2 separate regions of the Mus musculus genome follow, and region 2 is linked to region 1. A link is a contact called in public promoter capture Hi-C data. All regions are on one chromosome and are shown on one strand. Each heading gives the region's core, a stretch centred on a gene start, on an enhancer-like site or on the middle of the called end of the contact. The rest is flanking DNA. Distances are from core to core; before and after follow the strand shown. Region 1 holds the start of Col23a1 (collagen, type XXIII, alpha 1). Region 2 holds the start of Cdkl3 (cyclin-dependent kinase-like 3).

Evidence for each region. Promoter capture Hi-C pulls out the DNA fragments that hold promoters and counts their contacts.
Region 2: a contact with region 1 is called in a promoter capture Hi-C map of pre-B cells, with 3 times the contacts expected there. The contact joins the promoter of Cdkl3 here to the promoter of Col23a1 in region 1. A contact is called at or near these places in 2 of 39 promoter capture datasets (liver and pre-B cells) and 1 of 9 other capture datasets (liver).

What each region holds. Positions count from the first base shown.
Region 1 is chr11:51,286,740-51,294,238 of GRCm38.p6, reverse strand. Col23a1 (collagen, type XXIII, alpha 1) reads right to left here and starts at 4,319. Exons shown (of 29, transcript NM_153393.2): 1 at 3,852-4,319. The coding sequence starts at 4,112.
Region 2 is chr11:52,002,432-52,009,005 of GRCm38.p6, reverse strand. Cdkl3 (cyclin-dependent kinase-like 3) reads right to left here and starts at 4,785. Exons shown (of 14, transcript NM_001166654.1): 1 at 4,496-4,785; 2 at 3,914-4,093. The coding sequence starts at 4,078. It also overlaps a transcript of Ube2b not described here.

The sequences.
Region 1 (7,499 bases), core at 3,070-5,569:
TGAACACAACCAAATATTGCTTTAATCCTTTGCATTAAGTTTCTCACTGCAGTATGAAAGCTATGCATTCTGAATTCTCAGCTTCTGCAACACTGTAGCTGGAGGTGTAATTGCAGAGCGGATGATTAATTGGGCAGTTACTTAAGGCACCTTTCAAAGCAGAATAGGAGATGTTTGGTTTCACATGAATATTTTTAGATCCTACTAAAGATACTGCCTTTAATGGCTCTTGCTTAGAAATCTTGTTTTGATATTCTGAAAGTCACTTCTTTCCCATATGTACTGCTAGAAGGGGTCCTTCGATAATCAGGAGAGAACATGAATATTTCTTCTGTATCTATGTTATCAGGCACATCAGCCAGCCCCCAGAAAAACTGATGTCATGGTTCTGTTCCCAAGGGAACAAGGACAGAGGGTCCCCTATAAACAGTGGCTTTTGTTGACTCTTTTTTTTTTCCCCTGACGTTGAACTTGTGTGTGGTTGGCAAGAACTTCTTTTTTAAAAATTTGGACATGGTTTCTGCCTCGGATCCTCTGCATGCGACTTTATTGGATAAAGAGCAAGCGGTGGACACTGGTATATGCACAGCTATTCCAGTGGTGACTTTAAAAGGGGCTTCCCAGGGAACAAAGCAAGCTGGGAAACACGCCGAGTGAAGGGATCCTTTTCTAAAGAGATGTTCAGTTTGGTAAGGATTTATCCCCCCCTTACTAAGGGTTAGAGAACTATACACACCTCGGTCAAGCCGGCTGGGGGCTCCTCATAAAGTGCCTCTCACACATCTCTTGTCTTGATCAGTGTGTGCACTTCTCATCCAGAAACACTGAACAAGCAGCAGGAACCAAATGGCATCCAGGGAGAGTGTGGCCCTGTCACTAGGGATATAGACACCCCCCCTCTCAGCAGGCAGGCAAACAACCTTGAAGTGTTGGTACTGGGTCATCTCTGACTCAGGAAGGGAGAGGAGTCAGTCTATACTCCCATCCCACAGTCTACACTCCCATCACACAGTCTATACTTCCAGCCCACAGTCTATACTCTCAGCCCACAGTCTACCCATGCAGTTCACAGTCTACACTCCCATCCCACAGTCTACACCCCCATCACACAGTCTACACTCCCACTCCACAGTCTATACTCCCATCCCACAGTCTACACTCCCATCCCACAGTCTATACTCCCAGCCCACAGTCTACACATGCAGTCCACAGTCTACACCCCCATCCCACAGTCTACACTCCCACTCCACAGTCTACACTCCCAGCCCACAGTCTACACATGCAGTCCACAGTCTACACTCCCAGCCCACAGTCTACACTCCTCTGATCCTACAATCTATTCTCCAAGCACAAAGTGTCTCTGACATGGATGCACAGCCCCAACACAATGTGATGAAGGGCAGAGCAGATTCTCAATGCATAGATGCAGTAGGTGTCAGGATCTGACTTTTCTTTTCTCCTTTTGCCTTTAAAGTCAAGAGTAGGAAGACAGCAGCGAGTTCAAGGCTAGCTAGGCTACGTAACAAGAAAGACTGCCTCAGTGAAGGGGGAAAAAGGATGATGTCGGGCACGGTGATGCATACTTATACTCTCAGCACTCTGGAGACAGAGACATGGGGAGTTCTGCAAATTTGAGGCCAGCCTGGGCTACATAGTGAGTCCCAGACAAGTCAGCCGACACTATGTAGAGCAAGACTGTACCTCAAAAATAATTATTTCAAGAAAAAGAAGGGTGAAAGCAAGCAAGAAAGGGATAAACAGGAGAAGGGGGAGAAGAAAAAGAATGAAGAGGAAGAAGAGGAAGAGGAAGGAGGAAGATGTGGAAAGAGGAGAGAGGAAGTGAAGGAGGAAGAGGGGGAAGAACAGGAGGAAGGGGAAGAGACCATTAGACTATAGAAAACCAAGACCTGCGCTAGAGGTCTAGTTCAGTAGCAGGGTGCAAGGCCCCAGGCCTATCTATCTATCTATCTATCTATCTATCTATCTATCTATCTATCTATCTATCTATCTACCTATCTATCAATCAAGCTATTAGCAATCCTGGGGGTTGGGGAGGGGTATGGCTGCTTCCTCAGAGATCTATCTCTATTAGTAAGCACATAGCCTGTGAGCTCCTCAAAGGTCTTTCAGGGATTTTTGGTTTTCTGGTCATGGCTTGTGGTTTATTCTTCCCAATAGAAGTGGCAGTGGGTTGGGGTATTCACAGTTCAGCTGCTGACCTTTAGGGAGCTGACAAAGGATAGTGGGTGGCAATTTATAAAGTCATAAGTTGCTGGCAGGGCTTGGGGCAGAGTTCTCCCTTCTGCGGGCACTTTAAAGAAGGGAGAGGAAATCATTCAGAAAGCAGCGATTTTGCCCGGAACCAAGGAGGAGAGGTAATGTTGGCTTTATCTTAAAGTGACTTAGGAGCTGTGGGAAACAGGAAAGTTAGGTCTAGACTTCTTCCATTCCCTTTGAAATCCCAAATCCACTCCACCTTGGGTACACAGCTCAATATCTGATGTCAGGAGTCTAACCCAAGGACTTGCATAATCTAAGTCAGCCTTCTCCCTGAGCTGTGCCCCTAGCATTGCACAGCTCAGTAAAGTAGCAAAGACCATAGCAGGGCACAGCTTAGGGAACAGGTGGTAGATAGTACACCTGCCCCCTGCTTCCTCTCCCACAAGCAAGGTTCATTTTCTACTGTCCTTAGGATTGACTCCCCACCCCCACCCCCGCCTTTAGATCTGGGGCAACCACCTCCTCTAGGAGGAGGTGAACCATTCCTATAAGGGAGGCAGAGCTGAGAGAAACTGTAGTGTGCGGGTGTATGCCACAGTTCTACAGGCAAGAGGCTTGCTGTACCGAGGGTAGAGGTTCTGGCCAGGTATTGTCAGATGGAGTATCAGTAGACAGAAGATCAGAAGTCCAGGCATACAATGGCCATCTTCTTTTGTTTTTGTTGTTTGTTTTGATTTCTTGAGACAGGGTCTTCCTCTGGCTGTCCTGGACAGGATGACCTCAAACTCAGAGATCCTCATGCCTCTGCCTCCAAAGTGCTGGGATTAAAGGCGCTCATCAATATGCCCAATGGTTGGCATTTATTTATTTATTTATTTATTTATTTATTTATTTATTTATTTTCGTTCTGAAGCCCAGGCTGGACCTGCATCTCAACTATATAGTTTAAGCCAGCCCCCAACTTGTAGAGAGATTCACACAATTCAGCCTCCTAAATTCTGGAATTACAGATGCCACCAGGGCAGGCTCAAAACAGGAGTCTTAACCCTCGGAAAACAAACCTAAGACGCTTTGGGGGTGGCCTGTAGAGATCACCACCCAGCCAAACGCGCACAGAGGCAGCTAGCTCAGCTGTGTCCTAGTCTTCGATGCACAGTTTTAGTGGGCCAGCTAAGGAACACAGCACATCTAGGCCAGAGCCGCTCCCAACCTAACCTTCCCGGACACAGAGGAAGGGCTGGCCTGAGCCTTGAGGTGGTCCGGACTGTTTCAGGCAGACTAGCCGTGGGAACGCAAGAGCCTCATTAGTATCTCCAGCGCTGGAGAGCAGGCAGAGGCTGTGGGTCTGAGCACACACTTCAGTAGAGACTCCGCACTCAGGACTGTTGTTACCCCAAGGTCTTTCTTTACCATAGCCCCTTAGTGTTACCTAAACAGCCCTTTAAGTTGTTTTTCCTGCAGAAGCAAGTCCCGGCACAGAAGCTGGACAGCAGGACCCTTCCCCACCAGCGACCCCAGTGCAATCCACTAGGTGAGTCCTGCTCCTGAAGGTGACGATCAACGCCGCCCCCGCAGCCCTACACCCCCTCGTGAAGCGGGACATCCCCCGGCCGGCGATCGCGCGCCCTCACCTCCCGTAACAGGCGCTCCAGGTGCGTTTCGGCCCAGGCGGCCAGGGCTCCGGACGGCCCCGCATGCCGCAACAGCTCGCGCTCCTGCTCCAGCGCCGCCACTCGGCCATGCAGGGCGGCCGCCTGGGCTCCCAACAGGAGACAGGCGGCCGCAGAGCCCACCGACAGCAGCAGGCACAGCGCGCTCAGCGCCCGCGACCCGCAGCCCGCTCCGGGGTCCTGCGCGCCTCCTCCGCCCGCCGCGCGCTCGCCCGCGCCCATGGCGACCCGCCGGCTCTGCGTCGGCGCTGCGGCCCGGGGCGGCTCCAGGTCGGCGGCTGCGGGGCTCCGCGTCCGGGTGGCCGCGGATCGCGCACGCCCCCCTAGCCGCCCGCTCAGACTCAGCGGCCACTGCGGGCAGTTCCTTCTATGCAAATAGACCCCGCCAGAAAAGGCGCGGGGACCCACCCAGGGGAGGAGCGGCCGGACGGGGAGGGCGGGGGTGGTGGTGGGGGCCTGGCGCTCATCAGCTCCTCGCAGTCCGGGCCCTCGCCTAGCGGGTCCCGGAGCGCGAGCCTCTGTACCCCGCCGGTGCCACCCGAGGCACCCTATGCGGCCGGGCTCGGCTCTGTCGCAGGCCGCCTGAGGTTGAGGCACTCACTGTTCGAGCCTTGGGAGTGTTCCCCAAGCTTGTAGATTGACCTTTCTGACACTTGCAAAGCAAAACTTGGAACTCTGTGGGAAAGTTAGAGGTTCTTTCTAGACGGTAGCTGAGCGCCGCTTGGTGGCCAAAAGCGACCCCTGCGGGTGTGCGCAGGAAGACTTGGTAACCGAGAATCAAAGAGAAAGAGAAACAAAGGAAGGAAAGAGGAAAACTAGTGAGAGGAATGTGGAAGGAAAGAGAGAAATAAGGAGAATAAGAGACAAGGAAGGAGGCAAACTAGGCACCTCTTATAGTCAATGTTCACCATAGCAACTCAGGCATGGACACTAGACAAAAAAGCTCATACTTCTTTCCTGAACCAGAGGGAGCAGTTAGTTCAGGAAGCAGACAAAAAACAAATGGGAAAAGTGTCTAAAACTTGGTATACCTTGAATTCTGCAGGGACAGACTTAGCCCAAACCCAAATCTGGAATGCATCATACTGACTTGTCTTAACCACAGTTACATTAGGACACCAATCGGGCCCAAAGAGAAAGCCATCCACTTACAGGGATGGCCAGAGAGGCTGAAGTTGGAATCCAGGTTTTAGCTGCCAGGGCCCCCACAAGGCATATTTATACCTCAAAACTGGTCTCAAGTAACTGTCACATTAACTCCTGGGACACCCTTTCGAGAAGAGTCAGTCCTGAGTTTGGAGCCTGGTAAGGGGCACACGTGATGGAGTGGGTTTTAGATAATTTTCCACCTTCCCTTCTGACTCTCCTGTGGCTGTCTTCTTAATTTCTGTGGCTGCATTATCCATTCTGTATTCTTAAAGCCTGTTGAGACCCAGCAACACTCCTACTCCCCTAATTAAAAGGGAAATCACCCAGCTGGCAAGACCCTCTGAACTAAAACTTCCTGGGGTTGGAGGCTGTGGCCTCAGGTAAAGTGGAGTTTCTGGTAGTGGTTATAAAGTCTTGGCCCTGTGTGAAAACTGTGCCTGTGCCCAACAAATATTCTGAAAACCTCTTGCCAAGCAAACCTGACAGTCTACTGAAGTCTCTGAAAAGACGCCAACACCGTATTACAAGTTAGCACCCATTCTCACTACCCATTACCTACCAGTGTTAGTGTTAATGGGTACTGTTTCATTCTAGAAGCGTCTGTGTATTGAACAGGGCGATTGCTCCCTGGGTCTTTATTCTTGTCAGATACCTATGTGGATTAGCCTTCCTCCCAGACTGTGAAGAGCAAGCGCCTAATCCTGAAGTCAAGGTTTCCAGAGCCTGTCCCAGACTGCCCAATCTGAGGTGGCCTCGTTCTCAGTCCCCTTCATGATTAATCAGGAGATGGGGACATCTGTCCTAGTTACCTTTTAACTGTATCCTCTTGTTTCAGGCACCGCTGTCTTCTTACAGAACACTATCTGGCCTATAGCCGACGTTCAATAAACACTGGGTAAGTGAATCGAGATGAGAAATATGTTTACCATCTGCAGTTCTCAGTTGGAAAGGCAGGAAAGAAAACACTCAGTTACTTGTCAATTGGGGTCCTAGAAGGAAAGGCGGCATCCTCAGAACAGGTGATTGAAGCCAGCTTGATGGTAGACAGACTTCATGGTGGCAAGGAGGGAAACCAGCAGGAGGTAGGGGGTTGGGGGTGGCGAGCACCCTCTGGCTCACAGTAGTAGGAAGCCCTTATCCCTAGCTGAACTAGTGAGAGAAGCCTGCTGGGCAGCCTGTGGAAAGTCAGGTACTATAAGAAGTCTGCTCACCAGGAGCTGTGACCTTTGGTTGCTGAGATCCAGCCTCAGCAAACCACGGCTTGGTGGGGGAAGGGGTTGGGAGAAGAAATTCTCTCTCTTGCTGATGACCTCCACTGGCTGAACCTACAGGTCAGGAGCTCAGGAATCAAACTGTAGAAGGCAGCCCCACAAAAAGCAGACAGAGGGCAGATATGCACCCCACCTACCATGCATTCAGCTGAGCACCAACCTATCAGATATATATTCTTACCCCTCTATGCACTCCTCAGAGAACCAACAGGCCATCAGGATGACTTTGCACTCTCTCAGTACAGGAAAAGCCAGAGGTCTGTCCCTCACAGCAAAACTATTCCGGGTATGAGCTGTTTTTCCTATTTACAGGGCCTCAGGCACCTGTACAATGTTCACATAACAGGCAACCCACGGGTATAAAATCCCATACAACACACCCAACCAAGCAATGCACGTATTAGCCAAGGAAGTGAGGTGAGCTCATGATGGTGAACTCACTGGTTAGTCCTGTATCCTGTAGTAGTCTGAAGGAGCCAGCCTTGGAATACCAGAGCTGCCTTTGAAGACACTGGAGAAATGGTAACTCAGAAGGGTGCAGTGCCCTCTTTTGGGATATGGTACATGATTAAATCAGGGCACTTCTCTATGATGCCATGTCATAAAACATGTCAAAAAGCCTAGGAATAGAAGCCAGAATGACCCCATCAATAATCGCTTGCTCTTCTCCCATCTCTGCGTTATGCATGTTCAGAGCAAGGAACCCACAAAGTTTGAGCTGTCTTGCTGCCTCCCACTCTGACTTCTATACAGGGTGCTGATGGAGTAACTGGGAGTGCTGTTTCCACACTGGGGAGAAGGGAAATATATGGGTCACCTGGCCATACCCCTTTGCTGCATTGCATCGGGAACAGAAATGTGCAGTGTGTTCCAGCCACTGACACTCATAGGTAACACAGGTAACTGAAGGGTCTGAATGTGCTCACAATGCTGCTCAAGAATGCAGGGCTCCATGGAATTACTTCCAGCCACCTCTCCCAAAATTTAAATCAAGCTCTAAGGTTTTAAGGAACAGAGCTTCAAGTACATGGTGAGATCGTCACTGAAGTCACCAGGTCTTCTGCCAGCTGGCAGTAAAACTGAAACAAGCCACTTACCCTTTAGACCCTTTGCCTTCAGCTTTTTAAAAAGCAGGGACTAAAGGGGACCACTTAGCTCTACTCTGTTTAAAACTAGTAAAACTATATGG
Region 2 (6,574 bases), core at 3,536-6,035, 710 kb before region 1:
TTAAAACAGTGTACTTCATTATCTTTTTTGCTATTACTAGACAACATTTCCATAAATATTCTCACTGCTCTATTGGTTGTTTAATGAGATTCTAAAATTTAGTTAAAATTGAGTTCTTTGGACAATCATTTTAGGTTAAGAATATTAACAAGTGTAAGAAACCTCTCACTAGACTATGTTAAATTGAATAGTAGTGGTGGCGGCACATGCCTGAACCCCAGAACTCCAGAAGCTGAGGCAGAATGAGGAAGAGTTTGATCTAGCCTGGGCTACACAGTGAGTTTAAGGCTAGTCTAGACTATGCAGTAACACTTTGTGTAAAGAAAAGGAAGGGGCCTGGAGAGACGAAGCAGCAGCTAAGAGCACTGGCTGCTCTTCCAGAGGACTCTGGCTTTTTTACATTTATTGGCTATTCTGTGTGTGAAATCCACTATTTTACTTGCATGGATGTCCATACACCAGGTTCATGTCTGATGCCCAGGGAAGTCGGAAGAGAAAATCAGATTTCACCCTATCTATGGGTTCTAGGAATCAAATCCAGGTGCAGACTAGCCTTAAACTCACTGTGTGTTGTGAAAGAGCAACAAATGCTCTTAACTCTAAGTCAATGCTCTAGTCCCTAGGGCTCTGGTCTAAACCAGGCTCACAGCCATCTGCAGCTCTAGTTCCAGGGAATGAGACATCTTCTGTCCTCTTCTGTCCTCCGTGGGCACTCATGAACATGGTACAAAGACATACATGCAGGCAAAGCACCCACACACATAAAGTGAAATTATTTTAAGTTTAAAACTCTTTTAAAGGAAGAAAGGTAGGGAGAGACGGGAAGCAGCTGAGCCAGGCCAGTCAGTCAGAGGAGTTTAAATTGTCTTGCTAATGGTGTCACATGGCTTTAATCCCAGCACTCAAGAGGCAGAGGCAGGTAGATTTCTCTCTGTAAATTAGTAGTCTGTTCTACAAAAGAAGTTCCAAGGCAGCTAGGGCTACATAGTGAGACTCTCTCTTATAAAACAAACAACAACAAAGGAAATAAAGTGTCTTAAAATAATTTGCATATGTCAGACATGGCAAATATGTGCATTTGAGGGCAGCCTAGTCTACATAGCAAATTCCAAAACATCCAGGGATACATAGTGAGACCCTGTCTCAAGTTATTTGTGTGCATTTATAACAATAAAATGTTTTCAGGCTTATCTCAGGGTTCCTGTCACTCTCGGTTACTTTTTTCTTTTTTTTAAAGATTTATTTATTATTATAACTAGTTGCACTGTAGCTGTCTTGAGATGCACCAGAAGAGGGCATCAGAACTCATTCCGGGTGGTTGTGAGCCACCATGTGGTTGCTGGAATTTGAACTCAGGACCTTCGGAAGAGCAGTCAGTGCTTTTACCCGCTGAGCCATCTCACCAGCCCCTCATGGTTACTTTTATAAACATTATTATGCAGGGGCTGGAACTGTTACTCAGCTGGTAGAGTGCTATCTAGCATGCACAAAGCATGGGGTTCGATCCCTAGCACCACATAAAACTGGGTGGCTCAAGGGGTACAGGCACTTGCTGTCAAGCCCGTCACCCTGAGTTCAGTCCGTGAGAGCCTTCCAATTTTAGCAAGCTACCCTTTGTCCTCTACCTGTGTGCTGTTGATGTGTATGAACACACACAATAAATGTATTTTAAAAATTAAGACATAGCAGGCATGGTGCTGCACGTAATCTCACTGCTAGAGAGGTGGAGGCAGGATACCCAGTTTACCTAGACTCTGGTCTCAAGGCAAGAAACCTTAATGCCCCTAGATTCCAGTGACTAGAAAATTTGTATTTGGAGGCTTCTTCCCCTTAGTTCCAGTCTCTAGCTATGGACTCCTCTAGGCTACTAATTATCTCCTAATTCTATTTCTCACTTAAGGAGCACAAATGACCCGACAGTGCTGATTCATTTCATAAGGCAGGGACTGATGTCTCTCATAGTACAAAATTACCTTTATTAGCTTTTAATCTTTCCTTCATACAGTCTAGAATAGAGCAGTTCTGACTGTCTACAGGTGCTAGTATAGTGTTCTAGTTAGAAGCAAATTGACTTATATTATCTAATAGAGATTAAAAAGGAAAATGCTTCTTTTGTACCAGATGAAGATGGCAGGAATAGCTATGATCTTCATCACATATAAAACACCTAGACTTCAGTCTCAAGGTAAGAAACTAATGTCCCTACATTCCAGGGACTAGAAAATTATATTTTATTAGCAGTGGTCTGTAGAATGTATTAGGTTGAAAACTAAGGGGGTCTGGTAAGAACCTAACTCAGGAATGCTGCTAGTATCATGAGGCCATTTTTTAGAATTCAGCAGTGTAAACAGATACAAAGTTAAAATGATAGACTGCAGATAACATAGGAGAGAGTGTAGAAGCAAATAGAAAAGAGTCGGGTTTTGTTTGGTTTGTTTCAGTCTCTAGCTCTGGACTCTCCTAGGAACGTGCATGTTCTTTTGACTGCCTCAGCTCTTTGGTCTGGTAGACCCAGCACCCCTGCAGTGCCTGGAGCTCCCCGATACGATACTGTTGCTGCTTGTAAAAGCTTAATAGCCTTCAGTTACAGATCCCTGTCACCTCCAAGTCAACATTTCCACAACTGAGCTAGTTCTCAACCTCTCTTCCAACTCACATCAACTGCAGTGTTCTCTGGACTTCAGGGCATCTCTGACTCTTTAACGGCCTCATGATACTAGCAAGCCCCCAAACCAAGTTTTGACTTCTTAGACTAAAACACTTTCTGTTTCCAATTTACTACACTTTAATCACACTTCTTTCTAATTCTATACAGGAAACTCATAGAGCAAGTATCTGCTCTTCTTCTTCCCATTCTTGCTGTCCTGTTTTAGTCTTTCTGACCTTACTGCTGTTCCCCTAACCTGGAAGTATCTCCATCCTATCCCACTGCTGTACATCATTCAAGGACAAGTACATACCCTATTTTCTGTTTAAAACAAAACAAAACAAACCAACCAAACAAACAAAATCCTTCCCCATCAAACGGGAATTGGTGGGATTTAATATTAACCATTAAATAAACAACAAATGAACAAAAAAGCCTGTGTGGGTATGTGATTGTATGCACATGCCTGCAGGTGTCTCTGGAAACCAGAAGTAGGTACAGGATCCCTGGGAGCTGGAGTTACAGGCAGTTGTGAACCTGCTGATGTGGGGTGCTAGGAAATGACTCTAGTCTAGGAAGTGCTTTTAACCACAGAGCCATCTCTCTGGCTCAGCGTGAACCACTCTTATTCAGGGTTATTTTACTATACCCTCCTGCATAGTTATGCCACTAAGGAACATTTTTTTTTTCTTCAAGACAGGTTTTCTTTGTTTAACAGCCTTGGCTGTCCTAGAACTCACTCTGCAGACCAAGCTGGCCTTAATCTCAGAGATCTACCTGTCTCTGACTCTCCAGTACTGGAATTAAAGGTTTGCACCCCAATACCTGGCAAAAAAAATTTTTTTTCCTTCTTCCTACTCTCATCGTTTTCCACAATCCCTTGTACAAAGCAGACATCCTTACTAAGTATTATACTTGAATAGTTTTGAATGATTTTACAATACTAGCATAATTGTTATACACAAGCACACAATCTTATATCAATAAAAAAGTACAGATTGTAGACAATGAGGGTTTCTCTATGACAGGTCTTAGTTTATCTGTTAATGGAAACATTCTTTCATATATTTTATTTTTATCCCATAACAATTTCTCTTTTGACTTAAATAATCAAGGAAAAAGAAGATGGGTGTTTCAATGTAGGCCTGTAAATCTTAGCCCTGGAAAAAAATAAAGCATTTCAAGACAGCCTGGGCTGCATAGCAAGATAGGTCCCAATGGGAAAACAAGAAAAAATATATATAATAAAAGGCAAAAGAAGCAAACCTTTAGAAACTTTATTTCTCTCGTTGCAATTTTGTTGACAGATTTTTCTGGTTTCTCATAGAAAATCTTAATGGCCACTATTCGCCCAGTGTCCTTATGTTTGCATTTCATGACCGTTCCATAACTTCCCTCTCCCACTTTTCCAAGGGTTTCATACATCTCCATTTTCAAGCCTGGCTTCTACTTCACAGAAATAAAGAAAGAAAACGTTAAACGTTCACACTTTCAATTATACAAGCTCTATAATGCTTAGAGATAATCCCCTACTTTCGGATATAAGAACAAAAACTAGGAGTGCCGGCTACAGCAGAGCCTGCTCGAGGGAACTCTTAAATTGTCTAAGAAGCTCCAACTTTCACCAGAACGCAGGATGTCCTTCATTAATCTAGCATTTTGTGTAGACCGGGATTGAGAAATAAAAGAGGTCTGATATGCGTTTAACTCAGGCATCCTTTTAGAATACGGGATTTACAATTTGAGGTCCCCTTTCAGGAACAATGGAAGCCAAACTAAAAAGTCCCGCTAACAACACTGCGGGTCCCTTGTTAGGAGCCACGGTCCACCAAGCGTGGGGACTCCCACCTCAGCACTAGTCACCCATACGTCCTGCCCTCTCCTCAAACACGCAGTCTGTGCAGCCCCAACCCGAGTGGCCCGTCTCGCCGCGCTGTCGACCTCGTCCTGAGAACCACCGCCGCCTCAGCCCATCCTGTAGTCCCGCCGGCCCGGCTGCGTGCAAGTCCCAGCCGGCCCGGGACACCACACCTCCTCTCCTGGCCGACCTTGCCGGCTCGGGGCAGCCGGACGCCCTGGCAACGGGGTGAGGGCGGGGCACTGCCGCGTTCCGAGCACAGTACGCAAGACTGGAAATTGCTGAGGTCCTGACCCGGAAGGGAAAGTGACACGAAGCGGAAGATAGACCCAAGGGGAAGGGGGAGGGACGTAGGAGGCCCGCGTGCTTGCAGGTGGGGGTGGGGGTGGGGGGTGGGGATGAGGGAGAGCGGGGCATTTTATAGCAGAATGAACGCCTGGAGGCTTTCGCCCGGCAAGAGAGCGTTTTGTCACCTGGGTGGTTACTGGTCCCTTACTTGTGCCCGGTTCTAGGAGGTTGACGGAGATAATTGGATCTACGGAACACTTATGGGGCTACAGTTTGCCAGTGCTTCGTTACTATTCCATGCAACCGATTTCGACCTCAAAGTCGACATAATCCTTAAACCGGGGACAAGATCGTTTTTGGATAGAGGGCTTAGCTCGGTAGTAAGCCACATACTCAGCGTTCACTACTCCTCTGACTTATTTCTAACACCATTTCTGTACACATTTTCAGTTTCCCAATTACTACTGCTTTCTACCTACTAGTGATCCCTTTTTGTTTTGAGACAAGGGCTACTATATAGCTCCGGGTAGCCTGGGACTCACAATGTATACTTCCAGGCTGGCCTCAAACTCCCAAGATTATCTGCCTGCTTAGAGTGCTGTGCTGAGTGCCATCATATCCAGCCCTAGCAGTACTTTTAAAGTTTTCTCATGACGTGTGAAACGCAAAACTTTTTAGGAAAACAAAATAATTCACCGGACTCTGCCACAGGCTGAGTAAGTACAAGGACGCCTAGGGATGTACTTTTAAATAGCCCGCAGAGCTTTTAAAAGGGCTCCATTTTTACAGATCTTGATTTAACTGTAATAGCAAAAGTAGGTCATCGAGATGGCTCAGTAGGAAAAGGCTACGAAGCCCAAAGTGTAGAGTTCAATTTCTTGGACCTACGTGGTGGAAAATGAACCAACTCCTCCAAGTTGTCTTGTGACCTATACACACAAATGAATGTGCACAACGAGTGTGCTGAGTAGTGTAAAAAAGAAACTAGTTTGCTTTTTTAAAAACAAAAACAAAAAACAGTTTAGGGCTGGAGAGATGGCTCAGCGGTTAGGATTACTGACTACTACTCCAGAGGTCCTGAATTCAGTTCCCAGCAACCACATGGTTACTCACAAGCATCTGTAATGGGATCTGATGCCCTCTTCTGGTGTGTCTGAAGACAGCTACAGTGTATTTGTAAAAAAAAAAAAAAAAAAAAAAAATCTTAAAAAACAACAAACAAACAAAAAACAGCCGGGCGTGGTAGCTCACGCCTTTAATCCCAGCACTTGGGAGGCAGAGGCAGGCGAGTTCCAGGACGGCCAGGGCTACACAGAGAAACAGTTTAGACGCATTTCCATTTTTGCAATTTTGCTACTAACTGCTAGAGCCTGGCTTTGGAGCTTGAGAGTTAGGAGGGCTGGGCACTTGGCTTGGATTTTTCTTTTTCCTATAAATAAGAATGTTGTGAGACCTGCTATATGTTTACTTAAGATTTGTTATGAACTAAATATTTGCAAGGAGCAAAGCATGAATTAGTGAGCCCCTGTCATCACAAACTAACTCCTAACCCCAGCACTCAGGAGAGAGGAAGTCAGAACTATGTGAGATTGGGGCCAGCCTGGTCTACATAGCAAGTTACCCTGTTTTAATAAGTGAAATTATAGTTCTAAGACTGCGGTTGTAGGTTTCCAGCAAGCCACCTGGCCATGAAATTGTGTGAATTTTGTTAACATTCTGCTCTCTATATTTTTGGGAAGCATTCAATTTATCAAAACATTTCATTTTGGATATTAAAAACT